2 separate regions of the Mus musculus genome follow, and region 2 is linked to region 1. The links are chromatin contacts, called in public HiChIP or PLAC-seq maps. All regions are on one chromosome and are shown on one strand. The core of a region is the stretch at or near the end of the contact, and the rest is flanking DNA. Distances in the headings are between cores, read along the strand shown.

Region 1 (5,203 bases), core at 1,757-4,256:
CAAGATAATGTTTCCTTTTTGTCTGGATCTAATTTCTCTTTTGTCTGAATCTAACTTCCTAGTTTTGTGCAGTGGCACAACATTCCAGGGACACCAGAAATCACCTGCAGGGTAGGGCAGGGACCCCAGCTTCATCACTAGAACCTGCTACAAGAAAACACATAGCTTAGCATAGCTCGTGTCTTTAGCATTGTAAGTATGCTAATTCATACTGCAGAGCCTTCAGGGCAAGTCTCAGGCCAGGCACAGGGAGGCATGCGTAGTTGTGCACTTGCACACATACACACACACACACACACACACACACACAGAGAGAGAGAGAGAGAGAGAGAGAGAGAGAGAACAAGTCTTTAATGTAAAAGCCTAGAAGCAGCAGAATGGAGTACCTCACGAAGGGATAAAGGGCTCCATTGCCAAGACATCTCTGATCTCTGCCCTGGGTATCTCTAGCCAGATCCAAGGTCACAAGGCTTGCATTAGCAGGTGAGCAGAGCTTGGTTTACATCCCCTTTCCCCAAGGCAGGAAGGATGCTGATCCCTCAGGAAGAGAGAAGGCAAAGAAGAAAAGCCCCCTATGCCTAGAGCCAACAACCCCAGAACTTTTCACTTCAGATTACTTTTAAAGTACCGAAAAACGTGAACAAGGAATTGCATCAGCCAAGCTCCCATCTGGAGCAGTGCCCAATCTTCATCATGGAAGCATCACGTGTATGGGCCCCTCCGAAAGCGAGAGCCTACAAATCCCTTAGAGTCAGAATATGAATGAGCTTGAGTTCTGGGGTCCCAGTAGAGATCAGCTCGGTCTAGCAATATGTCCAAATGAAACGTTGGACTGCAAACATCCCTGAAGAGATGAGAGATGTCAATGAAGGGACCCGGCAGTAGCCTGTTTCCACCATGGCCAAGCCTGAGAGAGGGGACACTCTCAAGAGCCTTACATTAAGCTCAAGCCACACTGTTCCAATCCACAGCCTAAGAGAGGCCTTCGAGGGCTGATTATAAGCAACCATGTGCTGGAGGTTAAGTCCACAGCACCTGATACCAAAACACTATGGCCCTGAGGAGCCTGTAGCTGGGTTGAATGCTTCTACTAAACTCCAGATTTATTTAAAACTTTTTTTCTTTATTTTTATTTTATGCTTTGTCTCCTAGTATGTCCCTCTCTGTGTGTAAGGCCCTATGTGTGTGTAGTGCCCACGAAGGCCAGAAGGACTCACTGGATCCTCTGGAACTTGGTCACCAGCTACCATATGAGTGTTAGGAACTGATCTTGAATCCTCTGTAAGACTGCATATGCCCTTAACTGCGGGGCCATCAGACTGCACATGCTCTTAACTGCAGGGCCATCTCTATAGCCCCCCAGGAGTCCAGAGCTTTTTAAGTAAATGTCGTTATTGAGAAGCAATTCATATATCATACACTCGAGCCATTTAAAAGTGCATAATTCTGTGAGTCTAGTATATTCAAACATGTACAGGCAGGGTGGCTCATGCCTTTAATCCCAGCATTCACGAGGCAGAGGCAGGTAAATCTCTGTGAGTCCCAAGATAGTCTTGTTTATTTATTGAGCTTCAGGCTAGCAGGGGATACATAAAGAGACCCTGTCTCAAAGTTAAATTAAATAAACAAATGCATACATAAATAAACTCGTGTGGCTACTGCCCACACCCCAGGACACTGGCAACCATGAACAGTTGGCTTACTTGGGGGATTTCATACAAAATGGCTTGCACAGTGATGTGTCATTTTTTTGTTTGTTTGTTTGTTTGGTTGGTTGGTTGGTTGGTTGGCTTGGATTAGTTTTGGTCTGGCTTCTTCCGCTTGTGGCCGTGTTTTCAGGGTTTATCCACATTCTGCAATGTGTCTTATAGGTGTACTCAAGCTTCTCAGTAGCCATGCAAGCGCCCTATTGAGGGTTGGTGACAGAGCTTGGTCATAGGGGGCTTTCTTGCCTAGTGTGTGCAGGGCCCAGAACTGGACAAAATTTTAATCTATGTATGAATTGATTGTCATTCAGGTCACTTGAGGGTTATCTGCTTGACTCTTTAAAATGTTACCATGGAAACTGGAGAGATGGTGCAGGGGTTAAGAGCACTTGCTGCTCTTACAGAGGACGGGGACTCAAGTCCTGGCACCCACATATGGTGCACTTGCATATATGCAGACAAAACACTCCCACACGTGGGATATAAGTTTTTAAAATCTCAAGAGGAAAATTTAAACTCTACAGCAAACATTGGTGTAGGCATATCTGTTTGACCTTCTGTTTGCTGTATGAGAAACACTTCACCATTGATAGCCACAACCCCAAGATGACCTCTTGCTTTGGATATGCACCTACAAGTCCAATTGCTAGGTCACCTGGTAACTCTACATTCACCCGTTTGAAAAATTGTGGATGTATTCTAGAGCAGCTCTGTTTTCAATTTCCTGTCTGCAAGGACCATGGGGTTTGCTTTACTGCTATTTACTTAGGATGTCAGCCAGCAGAGTAGCTTTGATGCTATCTAGTTTTGATTTGCATTTTCCTGATAACTAATGGTGTGCTTGCTGGCAACTGGTTCAGTTGTGTATTCCTAGAGAAGTCCATTCAGATCTTTTACTATGGCCCAGGTGTTTAAGAAAGAATAAGTGAAGCCTGGTGGTGGTGGCGCACGCCTTTGATCCCAGCACTTGGGAGGCAGAGGCAGGTGGATTTCTGAGTTCGAGGCCAGCGTGGTCTACAGAGTGAGTTCCAGGACAGCCAGAGCTACACAGAGAAACCCTGTCTCGAAAAAAAAAAACCAAAGGGGGGCGGGGTGGGGGGGAAGCGCTGCGAACTTGGAGGAACCCGAACTAGAAGAAAGCGAAGCTCCCGGATCGCAGGGAATTCCCGAAGCCCAGGCGGGCTCCGGGGAGGAGGAGGAGGAGGAGGCTAGGGCAGGCTGCGCAGCTGTTCCGGGAGGGAGGGCTCCTTGAAAGCACCGCGCCCGCTACGTCGGGCTGAAGCTTTACGGTTTCACTTTTGTGTCCTGCCGCCTGAGTTCCGCTCTTGGTCGTGGCTCCCGTTGCTCCCGGGTTGAGCAGACAATAGACCCCTCCCCGGCATCCCAGCAGGTCCTCGCTTCGCTTGGTGGACCCAGATACCTCGGCAGGGGTGAAAAATCGAGGTGAGCCACCCTGCTACCCAGCTCTTCCAGAGCCCAGCCGCCCCTCCTCTATCTAGTGTGGTCTACGCTATGGCCTGGATGCTTGCTTGTTGAGTTGGGGATTTAGCCCTTCCCAGAAGCCCCACTATACCTTGAAGACAGTTTGAAGGGGCCCTAGCAGCTAGGGTCTACCCTCTATGGAGGTCACCCACTAGTGATACAGTGGGACAAGCCTGGTTTGGACTTGACACTGGGGCGGGAAGAGGGGACCGAGTGGGGGGAGGGGAAGGAGGGGGGACTCTCTAGGCTTCTGGGATGATTCCTTGACCCATAAGTCCCTCCCTGATCACCAAGGGCCTTCCTGCCTCACTCTCCACCGTTAGCCCAGAGACCCAGTTTCCTAGGTGTAGAGTTGTTCCTCCACAGTGCCCAGGTTGTCTGTCCCAGGCCTGTTTTGGCCTCTGACCCATGAAAGTTCAATCAGGTCAGGTAGCTCACAGAGCTGTACATGAGAGCCCTGGAGGAAACCACTGAGCCCTGGAACACTGGCTTTGCTGTGGGCTCCTGTGCTAAATCCCTTAGAAGTGGGGGCTTGTGTTCCTTCCCCAGCCTTGGCCCTCAGCCAGGGAGAGCAACAAGGTATCTTAGACTTTAGCAATTGGCCAAAGGCTATGCACAGTAATTAATGATGTAGATAGTATAGACCTACTACAGACTACCTCCTCCTCCTCCTCCCCCTCCCCCTCCCCCTCCCCCTCCTCCTCTTCCTCCTAAGTGCTGTGGCCCCAAGGAGAGACAGATAGGCGAGCCACGGAGTGAATCGTGTCTGTGTTGTGTTGGTCGGGCAGGAATGTGCCAGGACTAACAAGGCAAGGCTACTTTGAAGGGATGGGGTTCCTGAGTGCTGGAGGAACTAAGTACGGAGCCCTGCCGTCTGCCCCCAGGACCATGCCATCGGCCTTTGAGAAAGTGGTCAAGAATGTGATCAAGGAGGTAAGCGGCAGCAGAGGCGATCTCATTCCGGTGGACAGCCTGCGGAACTCCACCAGCTTCAGGCCCTACTGCCTTCTGAACAGGAAATTTTCAAGCTCAAGGTTCTGGAAACCCCGTTATTCATGTGTCAACCTGTCAATCAAGGACATCCTGGAGCCCAGTGCTCCAGAACCAGGTATCTTCTTTCCCATCTTGATCCCCCAAGATTGAACAGAAGGGAATGGGCAAAGCCCAGCCTGCCATCTAACTGGGCATGTTCAACTCTACTCCTCTGGTCCTATTTCCAGAGTAGGGAGGTTTTTTTTTTTAATTAATTAATTTATTTATTTATTTTACGTATGTGAATACACTGTAGTTGGACAGATGGTTGTGAGCAATCATGCAGTTGCTGGGAATTGAACTCAGGACCTCTGTTCCCTCCAGCCCTACTTGCTCTAGCCCAAAGATTTATTTATTATATGTAAGTACATTGTAACTGTCTTTAGACACACCAGAAGAGGGCGTCAGATCTCATTACAGACGGTTGTGAGCCACCGTCTATAGAACCCGTGGAGTCCCAGAGTGGTCAAGGGGGTACTGACCTGACAGGAGACTGAGCTGCTTACCGATGGAACGTAGTGCTGTGGTTGCTGGGATTTGAACTCAGGACCTTCAGAAGAGCAGTCAGTGCTCTCAACCACTGAACCATCTCTCCAGCCTGAGTAGGGAGTCCTTTAAAGGTCCCATCACTACAGAGGAAAGACAAGGCAGTGGCTCCTGGACTAGGACCTTAGAGCTGGTCTCGTTTTAGAACCGGAGTGTTTTGGCTCCTTCAAAGTCTCTGATGTCGTCGATGGGAACATTCAGGGCAGAGTGATGTTGTCAGGCATGGGAGAAGGGAAAATTTCTGGTGGGGCTGCAGTGTCTGACAGTTCCAGTGCCTCCATGAATGTGTGTATACTGCGTGTGACTCAGAAGACCTGGGAGACCATGCAGCATGAAAGGTGAGCCCCTGAAGGGAAGGCATGCCGCTTCCCTTACCTTGAGCAGCCGTGCTTCTAGGGAGCGTTGCTGGGTTGTGGGCATCAGAAGGGTTCTGAGGC
Region 2 (5,203 bases), core at 1,499-3,998, 380 kb after region 1:
TGCCTAGTCCTTCTTTCTATGCTCCTTGCTCATCACCATTGCCCGCGATGTAGCCACTGTGCTGACATGCCTTTCTGCTGTTCATCCTTCCACAGAAGGGGAGCCGGAATCACAGACAGGACCCAGAGGGCCTCGCCTCACACCTAAGCTTTGCCATTATTATTATTATTATTATTATTATTATTATTATTATTGATACCGGGTATCACTCGGTAGCCCAGACTGCCTGAAACTCAGTGTGCAGGCCGGACTGGTTTTGAACTAGAAAGGATTCTTCTGTCATTCTCAGTCCTGAATGGTGGAGATATAGGTGTGGACAAGCATGCCCAGATTGGAGGCTGTGCCTTGAGAAGTCACTTTCCTGTCCGCCCCCATAGCTTGCTTGTTTCTTTCATCTCCAGAGCTGCTGCTCTCTACCCACACCTTCCAGTCAGGCCAGCTCGACCTCTGCTGTTCTTCCAAAGGATCATGGGGTTTTGCCCAGTCTATATGTCTAACCCTGTAGTCCTTGAATCTCCATGACCTCCCCCACAATCGAGAGCCTCCAAGACTTCTTGAAGGACCATGCTACCCTTTTTCCTTCTCTGCCACCCCCACTGTGGCTCCTCCACAGAGGTGACAGGGGACCAGCGGCTGCTACAAATCCCAGGAGCCAATGACAGTGAAAGCTAAAGTCTAATTGTCCCCAGTTCCTATCCCTCTAATCCCTTTTCATACAACACACCTGGGTGTTTATTTGGCTCCAACCTCCCAGGTCTCAGCTCTTGCCTAAACCAGTATCCCTGGACCATCTCTAACTTCAAATGACCTAGCCTTCCCCACAGAGCCACATGGGGCTATCCCTTCTCCGTAATTTCCCTCACCCAGCCCTTAGTGAGATCTTTAACATGGAGCTAAAACCTTAAACGACCTCTGAGTTGTCCAAGCTCCTTCTGAGGCCCTATAGTCAACTTTGTGCTTGTTTTACTTTTATTAAAGGGCCCACTAATTATATGAGAGTCTGCTTCTACAAAAGCCTGTCTCATCTATTCTATGCTTTCTTCTTACAGGACTTAACCACCCTCTATCACACTGTACTTTACTTAGAGGGCTTGCCACAGGCGCAGATGCAAGAGAACAGTTCATGTCACTGCCATTGTTAAATCCTCAGGAATTTCTGTGAACTGGATGTAAAACCCTTACTGTCTTCTCTGCTAGTTAGTTTTAACATCAACTTGATACCTAGGATCATCTGGAAAGACAGCCTGAGAGTGGAATTGTCTAAAACATCTTGGTCGGTGGGCATGTCTAGGAGGGATTTTCTGGTTAACTGAGGGTGGGCTATCCACCCTGAATGTGTGTAGCACCATGTCTCTGGACTGTACATGAAAGCTAACCCAGAGCAGGCAAGCAAGCAGCATGGTTTCCTGTTCTTGGCTGTATATGTGAAATGTCTAGCACCTCGAGTCCTTGCCTTGACCTGACAGAAATTCCAGAACTGTGACCTGGAATCGTGAGCCACATGCAACCTTCTTCCCCGGTGCTGCTTTTTAAAAATCAGGGTGTTCTTTACAGCAACAGAACACATCTAGACTTTGTTGGTAAGCATGGCGGGCACGTTTAGCCCAGGAACATGTGCAGAAGCTATGGGCCAAGGACACATCTACACTAGGTCCAGCTGTTAAGCAGCACTATATGGATACAGGAGAGGACCCTTTCCCAAGCTTACTATACGGTCTCAGAGTGGCCATACACCAAGAACCAGGAGAGAACCGGATGTCCTCAAGACACTGAGGACCAGGAGACCACCCAAGGGAAAATTTCCTCAAGAAGCACTCCCCTTCCCTTCTCCCCGCCCCACCCCCCAGAAGTGAAGCAGGGAGTTGGCCTCACCCTCTATGTCCTGACAAGATTATTTTGAGGATCTGAGGTTAAGTGACAAGAGTATGGAGAGAATGGGACAATTAAACGATTAAGTCTCTTGATCTGGACTAGGTGTGGATAAAATGAATGTTGTGGCTTTTGTTGTTGTTTGTCAGGACAGGGTCTCACTATGCAGTGCTGGCTTGGCTGTCCTGGAACTCGCTCTGTAGATCAGGCTGGCCTCAAACTCAAGAGATCCACCCGCCTCTGCCTCAAGGCATGTGCCACTACCACCCAGCTGTGAATGCTGTGTCTTAAAGCAAGCAAGTGTCTGGGTGTCGTGGTTCGTGTTGTAAGTGTAGTTGGAAAGCTAAGGCAGGAGGACTGCCCCATGTCTGAGGTAAGCCTGTGTTGCATAGTGAGTTCCAAGCCAGCTGTGGTTACTGACTGAGACCTTGTCTCAAAATGAAAGGCCAAGAAGGACTCTCCAAGAGTCCTTGGAGGCTTCAGTAAATCCTGGATTTAGGAATCGATATTGAATTCATCAATAGAGAGCTACATAAGCTAAAGAGAGTCTTGCCTCCCGAAGTCGTTAGCACCCACGCCAGAACCCAACCATCTCTGATCAGAAAGCGCAGGGCTTCAGGACTCTGACTTAGGACGCCTACAGACAATAGCAGACTGCCTAGGCAAGCTGGACCAAGCAGTTTCTGTAGGCTCAGAAGCTCCGGGACAGGTGACAACATTCGCCTTACATCAAGGCCCCGCCCCGCCCCGCCCCGCCCAAGACCCCACCCCACCACAAGGCCCCGCCCCATCACAAGGCCCCGCCCCATCATAAGGCCCGCCCAGTCACAAGGCTCTTCTGCGTCTCCCCAGCGGCAGGCGCAGGCCCAAGCAATCCGGCCGCCCAGCGGGTGCAGGTGCGGACGCACCGGCCATCACCGCGCGCGGCTGCGCAGCGGGCACCGTAAGCACCGGTCTCTGGCTCCCGGGAGCGGTGAGTCCCCCCCGACCAATCCCAAGAGTGTACCGCCGCCGTAGCCCCCCTGTCAGTCGGCCGTCCCTTCCCTGTGTTACTGAGCGCGACCGCCTCGGGTCAGTTGGTTCGGTCAGGACTCGCGGCCCGCTCACCCAGACTGGTGGCATCATTGGGGGTGGGGAGCTCTGGCGGCCCTGAGCAAGAGGGAGAGGGCGGCGCTCTGTAGCGGCCCAGACCCGAAGCCCAGCGACCCCCAACCCGACAAGACGACCAATCCACCCTCGGGGCGCATTCTGTGGCCACCGCCCCCTCCTCCGTCGTCCCCATCCCTGCTTTGTTCCCTTGAACGCCCTCTGGTCGCTTCCATCCCCCACACACCCCCGCACCCCTCTGTTCCTGGCGTACCCTACTAGCAGACACCTTAGCAGCCAATACAGGCCTGCATTCAGTACCCGGAGCTAGGGACATTCAGCCCTGTGCTTAAGAGGAGGGTCAGGGTTCCCGCTGGTCACAGATGGCCTGGGGATTTCCTCGGATAGAAATAGCCGCTAGCGCTGGCCCCTTCAAGCTGCTTAATAGGAGGGATAGGACGGGGAGAGCCAGGGCACACCCCCACACCTCTTTAGCCACTGCGCTGTGCCTCTAGACTCTTCGTTGCTGAGCTCTGACCCGAAAGACCCGCAGCGGTGAGAAGGCATCTCCCAAGCTCCAAGCTGAGGCTGACAGCCATCACTCTTCCTCCCATCCCCCACCCCAGGTCGAGCTAGAGGAGCCCCTTCCAAGGGGTCCACATCGGTCTCCCGTGCCCCACCCAACGCCTCCTTGTTCTGTGACTCCCTACAGCCCTGTACAAAGGTCATGGCCAGTTGTTTTTGTTGTTGTTGTTGTTTTCTTCCTTGGTCCGCAGCAGGTATGGCTGTCACTGGTTTCAGTCTCTCAGAGCTAACTGTTCTCTCTTTCTCCTCTAGGGGCAGCCACAGAACCCGAGGCCATGTCCCATGAAAAGAGTTTCTTGGTGTCTGGGGACAGTTATCCTCCCCAAAACATTGTGGGGCCCCAAGCCCCTATGCCTCCCTATGTTCAGGCTCCCTACCCTGGGGCCCCATACCCACAGGCCCCTTTCCAGCCCTCTCCCTATGGTCAGCCAGGATATCCCCATGGTCCCAGCCCCTATCCACAGGGTGGTTACCCTCAAGGGCCCTACCCTCAAGGAGGCTACCCACAGGGGCCATACCCACAGAGCCCCTTCCCGCCCAACCCCTATGGACAGCCACCACCCTTCCAGGACCCTGGCTGTAAGTGTAGGGAAGGGTAAGGGGCAGGGGCAGGGATTCAAGTGCCCTCAGGGGACACTGACCCAGCCTCTATGTCCCCAGCACCTCAGCATGGGAACTACCAGGAGGAAGGGCCTCCATCCTACTATGACAACCAGGACTTCCCTGCTGTCAACTGGGACAAGAACATTCGCCAGGCCTTTATCAGAAAGGTTGGGCCTGGCATATGTGTGGTGTGGGAGGAGCCACAAGGAGGCCGCCAAGGCGGGGCTCTGATTGGCTCCTTCCCCAGGTGTTCCTGGTGCTGACCCTGCAGCTGTCGGTGACCCTGTCCACTGTGGCCATTTTCACTTTTGTTGGGGAGGTGAAGGGCTTTGTCCGGGAGAATGTCTGGACCTACTATGTCTCCTACGCCATCTTCTTCATCTCCCTCATTGTTCTCAGCTGTTGTGGGGACTTCCGGCGAAAGCATCCCTGGAACCTTGTTGCTCTGGTAACTCTCAATCCCTGAGCCCAGTTCACCTAGGCCTGTGGGACAGGACAGGGAGGTTGGACAGGGTTGGACCAAGAGCAGCTCCCCACACCCAAGGCCCCCCCTGTGATCCTCTTCCGCAGTCGATCCTGACCGTCAGCTTGTCCTACATGGTGGGCATGATAGCCAGCTTTTACAACACGGAGGCAGTCATCATGGCCGTGGGCATCACCACAGCTGTCTGCTTCACGGTGGTCATCTTCTCCATGCAGGTGAGGGGGACCTAAGACAGGACGGTTGCCCCAGAGCCCTCAACACCCACAGTCTCACCTCTCTCCTTCCCTCCCAGACCCGCTATGACTTCACCTCGTGCATGGGCGTGCTCCTGGTGAGTGTTGTGGTGCTCTTCATCTTCGCCATCCTCTGCATCTTCATCCGGAACCGCATCCTGGAGATTGTATACGCCTCGCTGGGCGCTCTGCTCTTCACCTGCGTGAGTGAGGGTGTTGGGAAGGCCTTTCCTGGGATGCCGGCCGGGATGAGTGAATAAGCTGTCGAATACCGACCAACTGTGTCTTTACCCGCTAGTTCCTGGCAGTGGACACCCAGCTACTCCTGGGGAACAAGCAGCTG

Evidence for each region. HiChIP or PLAC-seq counts read pairs in DNA pulled down with a chosen protein or histone mark.
Region 2: a FOXA1 HiChIP or PLAC-seq map of pancreatic cancer cells shows a contact between it and region 1. The contact joins the promoter of Grina here to the promoter of Gsdmd in region 1. A contact is called at or near these places in 1 of 39 promoter capture datasets (cranial neural crest) and 2 of 115 datasets of contacts at active chromatin or transcription factors (memory CD8 T cells and pancreatic cancer cells).

Annotation. Positions count from the first base shown.
Region 1 is chr15:75,859,333-75,864,535 of GRCm38.p6, forward strand. Gsdmd (gasdermin D) reads left to right here and starts at 3,007. Exons shown (of 11, transcript NM_026960.4): 1 at 3,007-3,149; 2 at 4,073-4,296; 3 at 4,912-5,104. The coding sequence starts at 4,077.
Region 2 is chr15:76,244,059-76,249,261 of GRCm38.p6, forward strand. It overlaps Grina (glutamate receptor, ionotropic, N-methyl D-aspartate-associated protein 1 (glutamate binding)), which reads left to right and starts at 2,749. Exons shown (of 7, transcript NM_023168.3): 1 at 2,749-2,842; 2 at 3,793-4,119; 3 at 4,201-4,310; 4 at 4,391-4,591; 5 at 4,714-4,842; 6 at 4,920-5,063; 7 at 5,159-5,203. The coding sequence starts at 3,816. It overlaps Mir6953 (microRNA 6953), which reads left to right and starts at 4,133; the gene lies at 4,133-4,200.